Linked DNA regions of Sus scrofa: region 1 is linked to region 2. The links are chromatin contacts, called in public HiChIP or PLAC-seq maps. All regions are on one chromosome and are shown on one strand. Each heading gives the region's core, a stretch centred on a gene start, on an enhancer-like site or on the middle of the called end of the contact. The rest is flanking DNA. Distances are from core to core; before and after follow the strand shown.

Region 1 (6,346 bases), core at 2,557-5,056, 530 kb before region 2:
CCTCCCACACAGACTCAGAGCCACACTGGCCTCTGATTCTCTGAAAGGGAAACGCCCTGCTCTGAGGTTGGGTCCTGCTGCCCTGATCAGCTTTACGTCTCACTTGCTGGAAGGTCTCTGCGTGGGGCCAGCCGGGCCGATGATGGGGAGTCGGGATAACTCGCCCCCACAGGGGTGGAACGCAGCTCAGAGTCCATCCTTACTCCCGGACTCTTGCCATCTTCACCTCCTGCGTCCACCCTGTACCCACACGGCTGGAAAACAAGGTCTACACGGCTTGTCACTTGCTTTCTGCCCCTTCCCTAGAGCCCACCTGCCCACCCTGCCTGTGTCAGGGCAAGCACCCGCTAGCGTCACGTGTCCCCACAGGACAAATCCTTCTGGGTGCCCCGTTTGGGCCGGTCACCCTCCTCAGCAAGAGCAGAGACTGACATTAGGCTTCCTTTCTGGCATTAAGTTTTCTTTGTAAGCTGGAAGTGCGAGCACTGCTTTACTGGTGCCCAGAGAGAAGGGCGAGTCGGAGAACCTGGTGCTTCTGGGTTTACCTGGGAGCCCACCCCCGCCCAGGGAGTCCATCCTAGAGGTGGAGGCTCCACTGTTTTCAGTCTTTTAAACATCAACTCTTTTTTTTTTTTTTTTTTTTTAAATTGTCTTGGTGTGTACTTAACCACTTAACCTATAGAGGGGTGTTAGTTTCAGGTGTGCAGCGAAGTACATCAGGTTTCCATATACAAATATTCACCCTTTTCAGATTCTTTTCCCGTTGGGTTATCGCACGGCTCTGAGGAGGCTGCTCTACAGCCCGTCCCTGTCACTCATCTATTTACACACAGTAACGTGTGTCTGTCGTCCCAACCTCCTAACGGATCCCTCGCTGACACTTCCCCTTCGGGAACCTTAAGTTTGTTTTTGAAATCTTTGAGTCTCAAATATCAAGTCTCAGGAAATGTCTTCTGAGGCTTTTTTTTTTTTTTCCTGAAATGCTTGCTGATTTTTCTCTCTTTCATATCTCCCCATAACTCAGTACTGGTATTTTTCGAAATTGATAGTTTCTCTCCCTTTGAAGAAATTTCAATGAGCTGAGATTCCTTTTTCTTATTGATCAGGAAGATGCTGCCTCAAGCTGCTTTCCTCTGGAGACGGAGGGGTCACTTTTGTGACGGTTTTGAAAGCAGGAAAATTCCGGAGACCTGGCAAAAAGATCCGACCTCAAGGTCTGCCCGCTTAGAGGGCGTTCTTTAGCGATGAGGTAATGTTTGGTGAGCTTCTAGGTGGGACTGAACTTGGTGACCCGACCTCGCTTGCTGGGGGGTGTTTCACCAGAGTCCACGTCAGCCACGAGGACCCCTGACGACAAGGACGGAGATACTGGTCTGACCTGAAAGGAGGCGTTTTCTAACTGTCCCCAGGCCTTCTCTCCACACTCAAGCTGCAGAGGCTTTTCCCTCGCCCTCCCTCTGGCTTTTCCTATTACGAATCGAAGGCAGGAAGGGAAAGATGGCTCAGGTCCTTTCTTTCAAACCCCTACTTTCAGATTGGCAGCCAGCAGCAGAGATAAATGAGTCACTTATTACCGACGTCACAGGGAACTCCAGGCCACAGATACTGTGCAGGGTTTGAAACAGGAGACAGAGAGCATGTGATTAAAGCTGCTCGCTCCATTTAATGACAAGACCCACAACAGACAAGGAATCAGGAGGCACGACAGACGCTCCTCCTTGAGCCACAGAACGAGGGGATAAGGGGACTGGGCTTCAGGAGTTAATGGGCAATGATCCACGGGGTGGGGCGGGGGGGGGTCTCCCTCTGCTTGTCAGTACATTCCATGAAGCCTTACTGCACCCTGGGGGCAGAGCCACCCAGACCGTGAAACACCTTCTGTTGCAGGCTGAGTGGCCTCATTTCCAGACCCTTACCACACATGCTCAAAGCGGTTTGCTGGGTTGCCCACTTTATTTAAGCCATCATCTCACATTTCTAGACATTCCCGGAGACGCCTGTGAATTCAAGGTAGGCGAGGAACGTGGTAAATTAGAACAAGTCCACCTTTCCCTCGAAGGAGAATTTCCTGGCAAAATTGAGCCTTGGGGTCAGTTATAGTCAGGGCATTCCCAAGGCTGGATGACCTCCCAGCCTAAGTCTGCCCCCGGACACAAACCGGTCTCCCCAGACTCCCCTGCCCTGCTCCTTTTTGCTCCTGAGGCTGCTAATCATTTATTAGTCAAATATGCTTGGTAAGGAGTTCCTGCTGTGGCGCAGCAGATGAAGAATCTGACTGCAGCAGTGCAGGTCACTGCTGAGGTATGGGTTTGATCCTTGGCCCTGTGCAGTGAGTTTAAGGATCCAGCGTTTCTGCAGCTTTGGCTTAGGTTGTGGCTGTGGCTCAGATTCAATCCCTGGCCTTCCCTATGCTGTGGGCGTGGCTGAGAAAAAAATGCGTGAAGAATAACCATTGGCTATAGTCACCAAGGAGGTCAAATCACCATCCTTGACCTCAGGACCAGTCGTCGAGGACCTGATAAAGTTATCGGCTACTTCTACCCAGTCAGAGGGCTTGAGGGTGGGTGCCAGGGGGCTCCCTGCGGGCAAGGTCACAACCCACCAGCTTTGCAGCCTCTGTGCTTAGTCTCGCACCTGGCACATTGACCTCTGTGGATACACGTGACTTCAGTAAGGAGCGAATTGGAGCAACACGATAGGGAGCTATTTTCTGGGGCGCTTATCTCCGGGCATGGTGACCCTGACAGGCGACCAAAGGTACGGAGATCTGCTTAATGCACACTCTGACGGTGACAGCCGAACGGCATGGCAGGCAGCAATTTTTTACCAAGGGACAAGGGGGTGGGGTCTAGGAAAAGGGGGGTGGAAAAAAAAATTATAGAGATGGAATTGTTCCTTAAAATTATATCTTCACGTTTATTTTTGCAGGTGTCATTGTACATGTGGAACCTGAAATACTGAGTTTCTTTGTACATCAGAACTAAATATCCCGTTTTACTGCTGCATCCACTGCTGATGTCTTTGAAGCCTTGCAAGAAGAAAATCACTACCTTACGAGCAGTCTTAACTGAATCAGCTATTTTGCACCAATCAAAAATGTATCTATTTTTATCAGGATACAAAAAAAAAAAAAACCCAATACGTCTATAAGTAATACAAAGTTGAGGATACAGGTGCTAATTGATTGACATCCCCTAAGAGCACCGCCTCCCACCTCCGCACACCCTGGTCTGACGTCCAATTTTAAATTAAGACTGGTAGATAAATTCTATTTTCTGTAATTTCATTCAGCTCTAGGCCCGAGTTGTTTGGGAGCTACTGGCCTGAGGCACTAAGATTCTCATCAAAGGGACAGACTAACGAGGGTTTCTTTCCAAGATCAAAGCATGTCTTTGTTTCTGGGTGATTACTTTTCTTTTAACGGCGGTGTTTATTTTTGTACACATGGTCCTTTTTGTTTGTTATCTAAGATGTTGTGAAAATATTGCTGCCAGGACTTCAGCGCCGAGTGGGACCCTCTCGGCCTCAGTTTCTCTGGGCGTCTGTTCTGGGCTCAACTGACCTGTGGGGACGGGACTCCCCGCCCTCCCGCCTGGCCCCTGGGCCGCCTGCCACCCACCTCTTCAGCTATCAAAGGCTCTTTGGCCAGAGCGGTATGTTTTGGTTTCATCTCCAGGTACTTTGGACTCGGGAATGTTTGGCAGGAGAGAGAAAAACAGAAAAGGTCAGTTTCACTTGAGGCCCCATGATGCCAGCGGTCGTTTCCCACAAGTGACCCGGCTCTGACTCAGCTTTCACTTTTCTTGTGACGGCGTCTCTGATGGCATCCACATTCCAGATCAGCCGGCGAGGGAGCAGCGCGAATCTTGGCATCCACACGGCGGATGCTCAGCCTCCAGCCGGGCCATCTCCTGCCGCCTGTCTTTTCCCCGCAGGGGTGCAAGCTGGCAGGTAGACCCGGGGGCCCCCAGTTTTGATCTGCGTGGTATTTTTAGGGGAGAGACTGTGAGCCAACATGAAGAAAGGGGAAGAGTTGATGTACGCATCTAGTGGCTGTCTGCTGAAAGTGGTGGCCATCTAGCAAGACGAGAGCCGCATCTCCCCGAGGCTGCAGCGGGCCAGAGATGAGGGGGTAGCCCCTGCCTTTTGCAGGGGAACTGCCTTCTTCCCTTTTCCGCAGTCTCCAGCACGCCTCACAGTGGCCCCTGCTGAGGTCAGGTGATCCTTGCCAGTCACGATGGTGCTTATACGCCAGTTTTTCTTACTTCCAGCCTGCATTTCTCTCTCTATGCCTTTCTTGGCCCACGCAGGTATTTGGATTTGCAGCCTCTCCTCCACGGAGTATTTTATTCATAAAATCCCAGCTTTGGGTGCTTTGGGAGGCCATCCAGTTAAATGGCTAAGCGTATTTTATTAACCGCATTGACTTCCTTTAGGCCCTGTCACTATCACTTGGGGTTCCTCCCCTTGTCTTCTCCTGAGAATAGGCTGGTATTGTTTCCCACCGGACACAGAAGTCAGCCTGTCAAAGTCAGGCAGGGGACAGGCACAGGGGACGTCCCATTTTACGATGGACCTTTTACCTGGATGGTCTCAGGTAGCTCTCAGGACAACTCGGAAAGGACTTTTTATCACCTCTGCTTTATAGACGGAAAGGTCACGGGGGGTGAGGAGCTGGCCCAGGACAACACAGTGGGTGGGGGTGGGGTGGAGCCCAAACAGAGTCCCTCCCATCTTGCTCCCTCACAGAAGATGGTACTGCCTTGTCGAGTCCTGGGCTTGACAGTTGGAAATCTTTAATTATTGTCAGAGGAGCGCTAGAATTCCCCAGCTGGATGTCTTTAAAGACAAAGACTGTATTTTACTGTTATTATCATTACTAGGGATGTGCCCCCAGCATGTGGAAGTTTCTGGGCCAGGGATGGAACCCACACCATGGCAGTGGCAACGCCAGGTCCTTAATCTATTGTACCACCAGGAAACTCCCAAAGGTTGTATTTTAAAACAAGGCAAAGAGAAAGAGAGCTATCATGAGTGGTTTCTGGGTTTGAAAACTATTTCAATTTTCTAAGGACTGACAGTTCATATAACCTGCATGGCTGTCATTCTGCATCTCTCACATGCGATCCCGTGTATTCTGACTGCAAGTCATTATTCGATGGTGTGGGAGGAAGACGACTCTCCAGCGTTCAGGCTTGGAATGAGCAGCTTCCTCCTGCTCCCTTTCCGACCAAGCCCTCTGCTCTGGGCGTTACTTCTCAGCTGCTGGAGGAGAAGGTATTTCCCTTTCCTTCTGACATTTCAGAGATGCCATTTGATATGTCAGCTGATGTGGTCATTTTTGCTACAGCAACTTACAAAGGCTGCGCTTCTTCCCAACTGCTGCTCTCCCAGGGATCATCCCTTACCCATGGAGACGGCCGTAAAGAGGGGCCGTCCTCTCAAGGCTTTTAAAAGGATTTCTCTAGAATCATATATGCATGTGTGTGTATGTATGCATATATGTGTGTATATGAGTTTCAAACACTAAAAAATTTATTTTGCAAAATTCACTTCCAGTGAAGGGAGGAAAGGTGATTTGTGTGATTCCCCCTCCCACCTGGTGACTCAGTTCATTTCAGGACGATGGTTTTAAACAGAATCATAGCAACGGGGGAGCTTGATCAACGCTTGCATCTATCGTCCTGAAAACTGAATTCATACCAACCCGCTATCCTACAAGAGAGACTAGGTCACCCACCTGAACTTCCTTTTGGATTTCCATCTCGATGTTCCAAGAGAAATAACGATTTTGCGGGGTCCTTTCTTGCCTTGAAAATGCTGGGATTCACTCCATCTCGTCCTCTACCCACGCCCTCAGCAACGGACAGTGCTTCCTCTCCAGGGACGAGTCCCTTATGCTGCTTCACCCTCCTCTTTAAAGGGGCCGAGTACCCAGCCTCCAGCCTCCACCCGCGGCCTCTCCAGGGGACAACACTGTCCCTAAAAATTCAAATCGCGTAAGGGACTATCACGAAACGGTGGGGAAATGAAGGGAGGAGTGAGCCGCGAGTCCTTTGCGCCGGCACTCAGATCCGAATGGGAAGGGGCTCCCTGGCGGGGACCTTTTACGAAGGCAGCGAATTAGACAGGGATCACATTTTCGTTGAAAGGGAGCAATGGTCTGTTGACTCCTGCTCACTGCTGAGGCCGCATTCCCAAGCATCGGCTGGGACAGGCTTTCCCAAAGGGACATGTAAGTTATGTGATTTGCTGGGGCCAGCTGACCCTCCAGGACAAGGGGACATGAATGTCAGTGGCCCAGGGTGCTGTCCAGTGGGGGCTGTGGTCAGCTCTTCTCCAGGCT
Region 2 (6,696 bases), core at 3,731-6,230:
AGTGAGAAATTAACCCCAGCCTCTGTGGTCATTTCTTGTATTGAAATTCCATTGTGTTAAAGAGTCTTTGTTATTAAAGACGTGATTTTTTCTTAGCCAAGGGGAGAAAGTTCAGTGGCTGTACCCATGTAATCATCCATTTTAAATCATTTTTGTGTAAAGACGGGGTGTATGGAATGGATTTGTCATACTCAGAATGAAACTGGTACAAATGAAATTCCTGCTAAGGGGCATTAACTTTACTATTTTCTCATTTGCTATAAAAGCCTCGTAAGTGCCAAGATTTGGGATAGACTGTGGCTTATTATCAACCCAGTAGGGGAGGGAGGAGCTTCCTGATGGGCTTAAAAGTGAGTTTTTTAGCTTATACTTTAGGGGGACAATTCAGTCTTCCTCTTCTTTTGGGGGGAACTAGACCATTCTTTTCCTGTTTTAACTCATTTGTTTTTTACATCTCACCGAACAGTATATTTTAATGGGTTGTTTAAAAGCTCACCCCATTTTCTCCATCATTACCATTCCACGTGCTAATCAAACAATTATCTTCTCATTAATTTTATAAGACATTCTGTAAGACCCATAGACTCCTTTCAGAATTAAGAGAGTAGAATTATATGGATCATAAAATCATCTTATTGAGTAGTTCATAGATAATTTGAGTAAGGAAACAAAAGCTAATGTAAATAAAGGGAGAATTGTTAAATTATTGAAACTTTTAAAAAGCAGTGTGCAGCTTTTACGGCTTTTAGAGATTCCTGGTAAAGTGAGCGGGGAGCAATTTTAAGTGATGTGTTCCAATAATTGCCCAATATTAGCTCCTTAGATTTTTGGCCGGTAAATTGTCATTTCTTTATTATTTACTGTCACCATTTAACATTAACCATCACATTCAAGGTACATGGTTTGGCTTAAGCTTTGCGCTAACGAGACCAGCCTGTCTCACGGCCTGTCCAACATGCACTGTACCTGTGCTCTAACCAGTAAAGAAAAGACTGCATTTTAAAATCAAAATGAAGGCGCTGTGGTTCAGGTACCCAGGATGGAGCTGGGTGGTTCCCGTGGATGTGGTTTCAGACGCGTTCCCGCATCCCTGAGAACTTGGATCTTCTAAACTGTGTGTCAGACGAAGGACACCACCTGCTGTTCTCAAAACAGTATCTGCTCGCAGCTGCCAGCTGCGACCTGCTGGTCTCAAGGTCTCTCCTCGTAACTCTGCAGCTTTCTGGACCCCAACCAATCCTTCCTTAACAAGCACCCTTTCTCCTTGCCAGCTCCAGTTATAATTCCTGACCAACAGCGTGTGTACGTCGGTGGCGTTTGCCTTTATGAGCCTCTCCCATCTTTTGTGCTTCTTGAACTGCGCCAAGTGCATCTCCCAGTTTGGCTCAAATAAAACCCTTTTCTATGCCTGTTAGGGGTTGTTTATTGATTACTTCCATCGACAGGCCTAGAGTTAACATTCCCTTTGAAAGAAATTTTACCCTCTTTTCAAGGCGCTGTGAATGACATTGGCAAAATTGTACAGACTCAGGGAGTTCCCTTCGTGGCTGGATGGTTAATGAACCCAACTAGGATCCATGAGGACGAGGGTTCAAAACCTGGCCTCTCTCAGTGGGTTAAGGATCCAGTGTTGCTGTGAGCTGTGGTGTAGGTCGCAGACACGGCTTGGATCCCGAGTTGCTGTGGCTGTTGTGTAGGCTGGTGGCAACAGCTCCGACTGGACCCCCAGCCTGGGAACCTCCATATGCCTCGGGTGCGGCCCTAAAGAGAAAAGAGAAAAAAAGTAAAGAGTCAAATCATGATTAAGGGGCAAAGGACGCATCTGCAAGCAGCCAGGCTTTGTTGTCCCTCCCACTCTGAGGAAAGCCCTTTGGGGGTCTCTCCACGCATTCTGACCAAGGGCAGTGGGACATGGAGGGAGGCCGTTCTGCTCCCTTGGAAGCAGAGGTTTTTGCCTCCCCAGCATGGATTTCCCCTTGGATCAAAGACCACAGCACAGTCTACACTGTCTCGGCCATGTTCATTTTTTAAACACGGCTTCTGTTACCACCAATCCATCAAACCTGAAAGCACCGGAGTCCCCATTGTGGCTCAGTGGTAAGGAACCCAACTATCCATGAGGACACAGGTTCGATCCCCAGCCTTGCTCAGTGGATTAAGGATCCAGTGTTGCCGTGAGCTGCAGTGTAGGTTGGAGAAGCGGCTCAGATCTAGTGTGGCTGTGGCTGTGGTGCAGGCCAGCAGCTGCAGCTCTGATTCAATCCCTAGCCCTGGGAACTTCCACATGCCACAGCTGTGGCCCTAAAAGGACACACACAAAAAAACAAAAACAAAACAAACTGAAAGCATGCAAGTGTCCCCCTATAGCAGCATGGTCCTAAAACCACGGTGTCTGGGCACCTGCGGTCATTCCTTAATTTGTCTGAAATTCACATTGTGGTCTCGTTCTCATTTTCTTCCTCCACTGGCCTTTGGTTTTCGGGGTTCTTCTGTGGCCTTCTGTTCTGATCCCTCAACTCTGGTGTCCTCTAGTGGCTTCGAGTATGACTTCCAGGCTGGGGTCTCCAATCTGTGCCTCCTGCCAGGTCCTCAGAGGAGCTGTGGTTTTTGATCCCAATGCTGGCTGCCACCTCCACCTTCTTTCCGCCCTGGGCATCTCACATTCATTGCATTCAAAACCAAACTGACTTTTTAAAATTATTTTTTAAAAAATATCTCATTGAAGTAGAGTTGTTTTACAATGCTGCGTTAATTTCTGGTATAGGAGTTCCTGTTGTGGCTCAGCAATTAACGAATCTGACCAGCAATCCCTGGCCTTGCTCAGTGGGTTAAGGATCTAGTGTTGCCATGAGCTGTAGTGTAGGTCGCAGGCACGGCTTGGATCCTGCATTGCTGTGGCTGTGGTGTGGGCCGGCGGCTACAGCTCCAATTGGACCCGTAGCCTGGAACCCTCCATATGCTGCGGGTGTGGCCCTAAAAAGACAAAAATAAAAAAATAAATTAAATTTTAAAAAATTTCTGGTACATAGCAAAGTGATTCGGTTATACACGTATATATGTATATATATTCTTTTTCATGTTCCTCTCCATTATAGTTTATCACAGGCTATTGACTATAGTTCCCTGCGTCTCACAGTAGGACCTTGTATTTATCCATCCTATAGATAATAGTTGGCATCTGCCAGCCCCAAACTCCGAAAATATCCTTCTCCCACCACCCTTCCCCATGGCAACCGCAAGTCTCTTCTCTATGTCTGTGAGTCTGTTTCCAAAACCGTGATTTTAATCTCACCAAACCTGTGTCTCCATTTGGACCTCCCAACCTCACGAAGGAAACCGCAGTCATTAAGGTGCCAGAAACTCTCCCTCCTATTTCCATAGCAACACGATCAACAGCAAGTGCAATGGTACAAACATTCTGGAAACAGTTCGATAGGGTCTTAAAAAAATACGTATGTGCCTACCATGAAAACTTGCTATTGCACCGCTAGACACTGATGGCAGAGAAACGAAAACGTAGGTTCACACAAGAGCATCTGCACAAATATTTACAGACACTTTACTCATAATAGCCAAAAAATGGAAGCAAAGCAGATAGCCTTCGATGCGTGAGGGGTGAAACTATGGCACATGCGTACCATAGAAGACGGTCAATTAAAAAACAGGACTGCTAGGTGTGACACGGTGGACCAATCTTTGTTTAAATTATGCTGAATGAGGAAAAAAGCCACCCCCCAAGTTATATTCTATACGATCCCACTTATACAACACTGTTGAAATGGCAAAAGTATAGAAGTAGAACCCACGGGGGGAGAGGCAGGAAGTGGTGGGGTGGAGACAGCCTGCTGCTCGACCGCATCAGTGGAGACACCCTCACGCTGATATTTTGCTCTAAGTTCACCCTTAGGTTATCACGCTGGGAGGGGAATGGTACACGGAGCCCAGGTTCTCTTTTTATTATGTCTCACGACTGAGTGTGAGGCTGGTCATTTCAAAATGAAAATAATTTTTTTTTTTTTTTTGTCTTTTTGCTATTTCTTTGGGCCACTTCTGCGGCATATGGAGGTTCCCAGGCTGGGGGTCGAATCGGAGCTGTAGCCACCGACCTACGCCAGAGCCACAGCAACGCGGGATCCGAGCCGCGTCTGCAACCTACACCACAGCTCACGGCAACGCCGGATTGTTAACCCACTGAGCAAGGGCAGGGACCGAACCCGCAACCTCATGGTTCCTAGTTGGATTCGTTAACCACTGCGCCATGACGGGAACTCCCGAAAATAATTTTTTTAAATTTAATTCAAAATAAATAAAAATAATAAAGAATAAATAAAATCGATTTTTGTCAAACTACCTTGGAGGAACCATCCGAAAGACAACCAAAATATACAATAAATAAGCTCCAACTCTGTCAGGCGAAGACCAGGGCTTATTTGAAGTCTGTCTTCAGAACCCAAAATGCAAAATTGGCAGCTCTCCTGGTCAGAAGATGAAACTAGTTGTGCCAGAACTGTTAACAATGAAGTTCCCCTCTTCAAAAACAACCCTTTCAATGCTCTTGCAAATAGGTTGAGTTTGCAAACAATTATTTTGTGTTATCACCTAGACCTTAACCACACAGATGGTGCCCCACCTACCAGGGGGTAAGGGCAGAGCTTCATTGTGCAGATTAGCTCAATGCCTCAGCTTGGGTGGGCCTCGTGCAGCTTTCGTCAACACAGTTTCCTCACGGTTGATAAGAAGACAGTGCCAGGGGCTATAAAAGCAGCTGCTGTGTTATAACAGCCCCGAGAGAGATGGACACGGCAAGAGCTTCCTATTGTGGGGAAAGCCCTGGACTGCATTGCTGCAAATGGAGAAAGTGCTGGAGTGCAATTACACATTTGCGATGCAGCTTGGAATTCCAGAGCCACAGAGGGCTGCCCTGTTTACGGTGCCATGCCTGCCAAATGTGACTCTGTGTTTGACCTTGGAACTGGCTGTCCTAACGCAGCCTGTGAGGCCCTCCTGGACACATAATGGTAGTATCTGAACTTGGAAATCTGAGCAGGCCAAGGAATCCTGGGATGCTGCAAACTACAAACTTATTCCTAAACCTGTTGCCTCTGACTCTAAATACTTTCCTTGGTGCCCCAAGGGTGAGAACATTTCAACAGCCACCTGTCCTCTCCAGTTACATTTTAACATTGGATATGAGATTTGGCATTAAGCCGGCTCTATCTTGCACATGTATGATGTACCTTCAAAAGCAGAAGTATGGCAGGTTTCTTGGCAGCTATTTTTGGATGGAATATTTCCAGCAAAGACAATAACTTACTGAGCAGTTGTTCTAAGGATATAAACTTAGAACAGATTACAGATGTCCAGGTTTAAGAAATAAAACAATCATTGATTCCAAACAGCATGAGGAAGAACCACTCAGAGGAAGAAATTTGCACCTGGAAATGAAAAACCACCAGCAAAAAAAAAAAAAAAAAAAAAAAAAAAAAAAAAAAAAAAAAAAAACCTTAAAAATTAAAGGACACATGGACTGACTTCAGAGTAAGAGGTGACAAGAGTGACAGATTTGGCCCCACTCCTGCCCCATGGAGTCACCACCAAAAACTGCCTTGCCTCCCAGTCACCTTCTGGAGACCCCGAGACCCACAAACAGACCCAGAACCTGAAAAAAGAAGCTGTAGGCAATCAAACAGCTGAAAGAACAAACTGCACCTGGAAAACAGCTAGAAAAACATCAATGGGACAAAATGCAGCAAGAAAGAGCCTTTCTCCGGGAGCTGAGAACCTGGAATTGGAAATTAAAAATTCACAGAAAGCAAGTTAGTTACCAGAAATCAGTGCAGCACATCTTCTACTAACCCCCCCACCCCCGGCATCTATGGACCAGCCATCCTTAATGGTCATCTATAACTTTAACAATTTAGTCAAGATTTTTGCAGAAAATAGGGCAAGGAGCCCCAAATACCTGAGAATAAATCTACCAAGTAATGTGCAAGAACTGTACCCTGAAAGGTATAAAATAAATCGCCGAGGGAAATTAAAGAAAGCCGAACGTATATCCAGTTCCTGGATGTGAAGCCTCAATATTCCAGAGGTTGATTCCCCCAAAACATGATACTTGACAGGGTGTATCGGAAATTTATACTGAAATACAACGCTCGACCAGCCAAAGTGATGTTTTAGAAACAGAACAAAGGCAGGGGATTCACCCCACACGATTTTAGGAGTTATTCCAAACCCAAAGTAAACAAGACTATATGGCCATTTTGGTGAAAGAATAGATCCATGGAACTTAAGATCTTCTTCTTTTGTGAGCCTGGAAAATCGTTTTCCGACTTTGGCTGCATTGCTCCTTGGGGACAGATAACACTCTGTCACGGGGACTGTCACAAAGTGCAAAGTGGTCTGTGACACCCCTGCCTCCAGCCTCTAGATGCCTCCAGCCTCTAGATGCCAGTAGCATCCTTGAGCTGTGGCAACCAAAAATGTCCAGACAGTCTCAAGCATTCCCTGAGAGGCAAGAGCGTGCCTTTAGTTCAGAGCTTGAGGTTTAGAAATTGACCTTCACATGTACAGCAAATGACAGAGACCAGACAATTCAATGAGAAGTGGAAAGTCATTTCAACAAATGGTATCATCTCATTAGACCCATATCCTTTCCTCGTACCATGTGCTAACACACTTAAAATGGATCCTAGG

The links. HiChIP or PLAC-seq counts read pairs in DNA pulled down with a chosen protein or histone mark.
Region 1: a contact with region 2 is called in an H3K27ac HiChIP or PLAC-seq map of skeletal muscle, with 5 times the contacts expected there. The contact joins two enhancer-like sites. A contact is called at or near these places in 1 of 47 Hi-C or Micro-C datasets (embryonic fibroblasts) and 1 of 2 datasets of contacts at active chromatin or transcription factors (skeletal muscle).

Annotation. Positions count from the first base shown.
Region 1 is chr10:66,401,386-66,407,731 of Sscrofa11.1, reverse strand. No RefSeq gene overlaps it. Among named protein-coding and RNA genes, the nearest start is that of KLF6, 84 kb to the left of the region's middle. Within about 2 kb of position 3,806, at least 19 of the 83 cell types and tissues checked have an H3K27ac peak or open chromatin away from gene starts, as enhancers often do. A contact at or near this core is called in skeletal muscle, where this site is marked.
Region 2 is chr10:65,867,530-65,874,225 of Sscrofa11.1, reverse strand. It overlaps the pseudogene LOC110255606. Among named protein-coding and RNA genes, the nearest start is that of AKR1E2, 180 kb to the right of the region's middle. Within about 2 kb of position 4,980, at least 14 of the 83 cell types and tissues checked have an H3K27ac peak or open chromatin away from gene starts, as enhancers often do. A contact at or near this core is called in skeletal muscle, where this site is marked.